2 separate regions of the Mus musculus genome follow, and region 1 is linked to region 2. The links are chromatin contacts, called in public HiChIP or PLAC-seq maps. All regions are on one chromosome and are shown on one strand. Each heading gives the region's core, a stretch centred on a gene start, on an enhancer-like site or on the middle of the called end of the contact. The rest is flanking DNA. Distances are from core to core; before and after follow the strand shown. Region 1 holds the start of Clu (clusterin). Region 2 overlaps Gm41181 (a long non-coding RNA gene).

Region 1 (3,494 bases), core at 616-3,115, 61 kb after region 2:
ACAGGCAACAGGGAGGGAACTGCTATCAGAAAAACATTACAAGGACATCGGTGTCCATAGAAAATGTAGCTATTACTGATAATTCTTTCTTTTTATTTTTCTTTATAAAGAAAACAAAAAGAAGATTTGGGGGTGGGGTGGGGGGAACATTCCTCCAAGTTTCTGTTGACTCTGTTTTTCTGGTTAGTTATCTTCCCAGACTTGGCATTGAATCAGGTTAGGCTAAAGAAAGCCTTAGTGAGGACTCATTTCAGATTCATCTTTCCCAGACGGAAGAAACTAAGGCCCAAGGGCAGAGTGGTTTGTCTAAAGGCACTGGGTGCCTCAGGGAACAGCTGGGACTGTAGCCAGCCTTAGCCCAGTTCTGACCATTCCTAGACATTTCCTGTAGGCTGCCTTTTGGGAAAGTACCAAATCACCATAGTCTCTGGGCCTTGAGCAAATGGAAATCTGGCCCTATGGCTGCTCCTTTAAAGATCTGAACGGGAAACAGACCTCGACCACACATTTCTCCTTCAAGTCTGTTTCTTTTACATAGTTTTCAAGGCCTGCCACCCAAACTGTGTTACCTACATTGGTTCCTCGACAGCTTGAGGGGGATGCCAGGCTCTCTCTCTCTCTCTCTCTCTCTCTCTCTCTCTCTCTCTCTCTCTCTCTCTCGGTTTTTCGAGACAGGGCTTCTCTGTGTAGCTCTGGCTGTCCTGGAACTTAACTTTGTAGACCAGGCTGGCCTCGAACTCAGAAATCCGCCTGCCTCTGCCTCCCGAGTGCTGGGATTTGATACACGGATGTTCCAGGGTTCAGAGTGGGAAGCTCAGCTTCTCCCCCGAGAAGTAGCATGGTGGGGGCTTCTAGGTTGTCCCTTCTTCCCAGAGATGCCCATAACAGGTGTCCCTGTTCTCAGCAAAAAGCAGCTAGGGTGCCTCTCAGCACCTCTGGTCACAGACCCAGCTACTCAGCAGCAGGGCTCCACGGAGAACTTCCACCATAGGCTCCTTGTTCAGAAACCAGTGTGAGTTCCAAGTCTGGGACAAAGTAGTTTTTGTTTAAAAAATTGAATTAGTATATATTAATTATACATAATGAGTTTAAGAATGGCATAGTCATATATATATATTCCCCTCCTTCATTTCTCTTTCGTGTCCTCTTTGTCCTCTTCTTCCTCCCATTATCTCTTCTCTCTCTCTTCCTCTCATAAATTTCATTAGTGTTGCCCACAGGAGCATGCGGTGAGCAGTTATTTACAGAAACATAGACACCTTACCATTGGCTCTATCACCTAAGAAAATGGGGTAGTATACTTGAAAACAGGTGTGAGGGTCCTAGGTCCAGAGGCAGTGAAGCCCACCCTGCTTGACTGGGTCCCAAGTGCGTGGGAGCCATGCTTAGGCTTTACGAATTCAGGGACAGCAGAGGCCTTCGGGATTACTGATGTATCATTGTCTCATTCTTAACCCGCTTCTGTTTCCTCCATCTGTCTGCCAAGGGACCAGCAAGCAGCCCAGTGCAGCGTTTAGGGAGCCAAGTACTTCGTGTATACTCTTCCCTAGCACAATGCCTACGCCATCTTCTATGTTTCTGTTACTCTCCCATTAAAATGGGAGCAAAGAAAAGGAGTGAACGATGTGGAAGGATGTGGAAGATGAACATGCAATAAGGTGGGCGTCGGGCGGTGGAATCCTGTGCCAGTTCTGGGCTGGAAGCAGGCCAGTGTAGTGTGTGGATTCCTTGTCCTCTAAGACTCTTCTGTTGGGGCCTGATTGAGAGGTTTTTGGTAGCTCTCAGGGATTAGAGCCACCAATTTAGGGGCCCTACAGCAACCAATGCGGTCATTTGTGATGCCCATGCGCCCCCTGGTGCCCCCCGCTGGGTGCTGCGCCTCTTACCCCCACCTCTAGGCTTCCAGAAAGCTCCTGGTGCATTCTCCGGCATTCTCTGGGCGTGAGTCACGCAGGTTTGCAGCCAGCCCCAAAGGGGGTGTACTTGAGCAGAGCGCTATAAATAGGGCGCTTCCCCGGTGCTCACCACCCGCGTCACCAGGAGGAGCGCACTGGAGCCAAGCCGCAGACCGGTGAGACAGCTGCACCTTTCCTACCCCAGCGCCGCTGAAGCCACACCGGCAGGGATGGGAGGGCAAGGGTAGCAGCTAGGTGGAAAGCTGGCGCAGCCGTGGGGAAGTGGGAGGTGACTAGAGCCCCATCACCAGACAGCCGAGCATGGGGTTGGGTAGGGGGTGCACGCTGGCTCAGACACGGGAGTCTCCGTGTTCTTTAATCCGGATCACAATTTCACAGCTGTTCAATAGGCCACATACAAAGATCTTCCTTTTGCAAAAATGGGGAAACTGAGGCTTGAAGCCTGCCGTACGATGCGGGAGGCGCAGGGGTGCGAGTGGCTCAGCGCCGCGACTAGGTGCGGATCTCTGTAGTGGCTGTTGTCTTTTGGGCATGAGTCATTGCATTTGGACCTCCCTTTCAGTTCCTGGGACAGCGCATAATAAATAAGATGTTGTGTATTTAAAGACGTGCTGCAGACATCCAGACCCGTTTTGCTGAGCTGACTGCATTCATCCAGTTCTTTAGAGAAATGCTCCACCAGGCCGAGACGTCTGATCCCACCGGATCACTTTATAGATGGTAATCTGAGGCCTGGAGACCATTAGAGGCTCAGCCTCCAAACGTTATATGAATAAGAAACTGAAGCCCTTTGGCTTTTCCAGAATTTCTGGGCCCAGTTTTAAAAATGGTGCTGGTGCTGTTTTTAAAGGAAGAAGTTAGGAATTCAAGAGTCTATACAAGTTCTCTTAACAGGATCATACAATTTAGTGCCCGACCCTGTGAGAATAGTAAAACAAACTGCAAATGGTAGTCAATCAATGGAATATTAGGCAGCAGCAAATGTGTGACTTTTAAAAATATTTAAAAACAGGACCTATGAAGGGATGGTTTATAAAAATGCATTGGAAAAAAATGGAGAAAATACGCCACAATGGGAGAGGCTATGTTTTCCTACTAGATAAGGAGGTCCTTGGCCCTGGTGGGGCTGATGCACCCAGGGTAGTTGGCAGCCAGGCAGTAGGCCAGCCTCCAAAAGAAGACAGGAAGTAAGTCAGTGTAGAGGGAAGGCAGCGGGCTGAACTGAGCAGCGTTGTCCTTGGAACAACAACACCACAGCGCCGGGAAACTTGGGAGACTAGCAGATTCTGACCCGGAGTCCATATTACCAGCAGACCTAGAGGGAGTCTGTTCTTAGCTTTACTGAATAGAGGATCGCTTCTTTGAGGTCTGTATCAGGTCCATTTTACAGATAAAGAAACCAAGGCCGAGAGATTTAGGACTTTTTATTGTCAAGGAAAGAATATTAAAATGAGGTTTCAGAGGGCTGCATTCTTCCTGGGGGGTGGAGAGTGGGGGTGGGGGTTGGCTACTGGCTTGCAGTGTGTCTTGGGGAGCCTGGCAGGTGTCTGGGCGTTGGCATTCTCTAGAAGGGCCCAG
Region 2 (3,370 bases), core at 194-2,693:
CGATGACCATGGTTCATGTGTGGCTGTCAGAGGACAACTTGTCAGAGTTCTCTCCTTCCATCTTGCATGAGTCCTAAGGATTGAACTCAGGTAATCAGGCTTGGCGGCAAGCACTTCTACCTGATAAGCCACCTTGCCAGCCTACCATGAGCTAAGGAGGAGCCAGATGGACTGTAAGAATACCAAAACCATGGTTGAAATCTAAAATGCCCCAATAGGTTCCTGATTTGAATGCTTCTTCAGCAGCTGGTGGCAATATTCTGAAGGCTATGGGACTTGTAGGAGGAGGGGCCGGACTGGTGGAACTAGAGCACCAGGGGCAGGACTGGAAGGTTAAAACTGATCTCGAGCCCTGCTTCACAAGTCTTCTGGGGTGTCACCCATACAGTTCCCACGCCACAAGCTGAGCTGTACTACCAAGCAGAGGTTGACGAAGCCCCTTGAAACTGTTCTAAAATGAACGAGTCACCCACCTGTCCATCAATCCACCATCCATCCATCCATCCATCCACCCATCCACTGTGGGTGCTCCAGGTATCCTGTCACCTTGAAACAAAAGTAAATAAGACAGGGAGGGGTGAGATTCCCTGACTGCACATAGCAACCACACAGAGACTAGATGCATCCAGTTCTCGATAATGAGAAATTGCAATGGGAAGTGACTGACTGAATTAACACAGAAAAAAAGAGGCAAGAAGCACCTCACACAGCAGTCTGCCTCTTGGTATCCTTGGCTATCTCTCTCTTCCTTGTCTCTGGAATCTGACAAGTATTCCTTCCATTGATGAATGCAGCACTGGTGACGGGAACTTCGGTTGTCCTGTTCTTGGTCCCAAAGAGTAAACTCTCCCTTTTCTTCATCTCTTCCTCTGTCAGTCCATTTCTGTCATTTTCTTTCTCTTTCTGTAATCACTAACACTGTTGGTCATCACCTTCATCACCACCATCACCATAATCACTCTCACCATCGTCACCATGATCTCCATTACCACCATTATCATCATCGTTGCCACCACTATCTTTTATCCCTCTTCTCTACACCGTCTTTATTGTCCTACCTCTGTTTTTCCTTTCTCAGGCAAAAGGGGTCATTTATTAGCTAATATACTGCAAGACTGAGATGGGGACCTGTTTGGTTTTGTGTATGATCACACTAAGCACCAATATCTATGTCTCTGTTCTGTATGGTGGCTTCTGTCTTGGGCAGATTCTGCTTAGAGACTGAAGCAAATAGCCTCAAGAAGTCCAGAGTTAGCAAACCTGGGGGCAGGGGGTGGGGGGAGCGGGTGTCCTTTATCTGATACTTCCAGTAAGTCTGGGAGATAATCTGCTGTTCATGGACAGCCTTGGCCGTATGCCCAATGGTGCAGTCACTGAGGCGTTATCACCAGCCTGACCTGAATCACTTGTTATCCTCTGGGGGGGAATGTGGTTGGTGAGGTCAGCCCTGTGTGAACCACATGATGTTATTTAAAGTGTTTATCCGTAGAGCAGCAGTGTTGATATCTGAAGTGTAAGAAAAGGATGCTTGGCAGACCAGTACAACAGTTATCTGCTACAGGCAGCATTTGACGTGGGCTTCAGTAATAAAATGGAAGAGCATTCTGGGAGGAGCTGAGGACAAGCCCAAGGTGTGGACTGGGGACAGTTAACCAGCAGGCTGCCCTGTGCCCGGGGTTGGGGTTGGGGGTGGGATGGGGTGCTTCAGGACAGCAAAGGAGGCAGAGACTGCCTGTGTTGTTTTTCAGAAGCTCCCGTTGTGACTCTTACTGTCACGGCTGTTCTCATCTTTTGAGTTCCATGATGGAAGAATTTAAATAAACCCAAAGACACAAAACAGACCAGATAACCAACACACATGGGCTTGCCACCCCGCTTCCCAGTTATAAATGGTCTGCCGGTTTTAAGTTGCTGACCTTCCCTCGTGGAGTGCGCTAAGACAAACCCCAGACACCACGTCATGTTTCCTCTAACCCTGTCCAGCATTACATCAGTCGGTTGTTCATAGCTGTGACGTAATACCGGAGACAAACAGCTTAAAGAAAGTACTTTACTCTGCCTTACAGATCCAGAGGTTTCTGTTCATGATCCCCGGGCAGTGTGCTCCTGGGCTGGTAGAACAGCGTGGTGGAGGAAAGCTGCTCCCCTCGTGGCGGCCAGAAAGCAGGGAGACCGGCGTGAAGGGGCCAGGGACGAATACATCTTTCTAGGATGTATTTGTTACTTTTCTCATTATAGGGCAAAACATCTGGCAATGTAGACTTGAAGAGTTTATTTCGGCTCACAATTTGGGAGTACATGCAGGGAAGCACGGGGCAAGTGTGAGGGTGGGGCAGGACAAAGAGGCAGCTGGTCTTGTTGTACTACAGTCAGTAAGCATAGAGATGGATTCTCAACATTCAGCTCTTTTCTTTCCTCCTCTTCTCTTTGTTATTCGTAAAGGACCCCAGTCTGTTGAATGACACTGTCCATATTCAGGCAAAATTTCTACCCTCTTTAGAAACACCAAGATGTGTATCTCCTAGATAATTCCAAATCTAGTCACGTTGAAAATGAAGAGTAACCTATACATAGGGGATGACCCCAGTCACCTACTTCTTCCAATGAGACCCTGTGTCTCACAGTTCTATCACCCTACATAGTATAGTCTATTCAAGTTTAAAACATATTAATTAAGCCTGCCATAGTAGATCATACATTTAATTCCAGCACTGAGAGTCAGAATCAAGTGGATCTCTGTGATTTTGAGACCAGCCTGGTCTAGACAGTGAGTTCTGGGACACTGCTAGAGTTGTCTCAAAAAAAATCCATCAAATTACATCTTGTGTCCCATAGACCCCCCTCAAATACCAAGGCTATTGTCAAGGATATTGGTTAGTCTTCATAACTTGATGGTAAAGCCCTGTTGCTGAAGGCAGAACTTATGTTTTTGAACATGGTGAAATCGAGCTGGCTCCCAACTAGAAGCTTCACCCCTGCTGACTGGCATGAAGAGTGCTGAGGAATACCCAAGATACAGTCACAGACCATATGAAGCTTAAGAAGAAGAAAGAACAAAATGTGGATGCTTCAGTCTTTCTTAGAAGGGGTAACAAAATACTCACGGAAGGTAGAGGGTAGGAGGGACTTGGGATGAAGAGAGGAGGGAGAGGGGGAGAAAGGGGGCAAGATCAGGTATGAGAGGAATCAGGGATGATATACAGAGGGTCAGGAATTTGAACAGAGGTGGGTAGCAATGGGGGATGGGGAACTGGGGGCCTGGAGGTAGCCACCATCAAGTCCCAGATGCTAGGAAAGCAAGAGGCTCCCAGGACACAACAGGGTTAAAATGCCAAACAAAGGGGAGGGAGAACCTGTAGAGACCATACCC

The links. HiChIP or PLAC-seq counts read pairs in DNA pulled down with a chosen protein or histone mark.
Region 1: a contact with region 2 is called in an HNF4G HiChIP or PLAC-seq map of pancreatic cancer cells. The contact joins the promoter of Clu here to the enhancer-like site in region 2. A contact is called at or near these places in 11 of 39 promoter capture datasets (the 3T3-L1 cell line, 3T3-L1-derived adipocytes, the HPC-7 cell line and 6 more), 15 of 484 Hi-C or Micro-C datasets (3T3-L1-derived adipocytes, the AML12 cell line, the G1E-ER4 cell line and 6 more), 18 of 115 datasets of contacts at active chromatin or transcription factors (the SCID.adh cell line, T-cell acute lymphoblastic leukemia, craniofacial prominence and 14 more) and 4 of 9 other capture datasets (adipose tissue, embryonic stem cells, liver and 1 more).

The regions. Positions count from the first base shown.
Region 1 is chr14:65,966,618-65,970,111 of GRCm38.p6, forward strand. It overlaps Clu (clusterin), which reads left to right and starts at 1,866. Exons shown (of 9, transcript NM_013492.3): 1 at 1,866-2,071.
Region 2 is chr14:65,906,113-65,909,482 of GRCm38.p6, forward strand. The region is part of intron 1 of Gm41181 (a long non-coding RNA gene); the gene reads left to right. Among named protein-coding and RNA genes, the nearest start is that of Gm41181, 4.8 kb to the left of the region's middle. Within about 2 kb of position 1,444, at least 18 of the 459 cell types and tissues checked have an H3K27ac peak or open chromatin away from gene starts, as enhancers often do. A contact at or near this core is called in the AML12 cell line, the G1E-ER4 cell line, extraembryonic endoderm stem cells and 2 more, where this site is marked.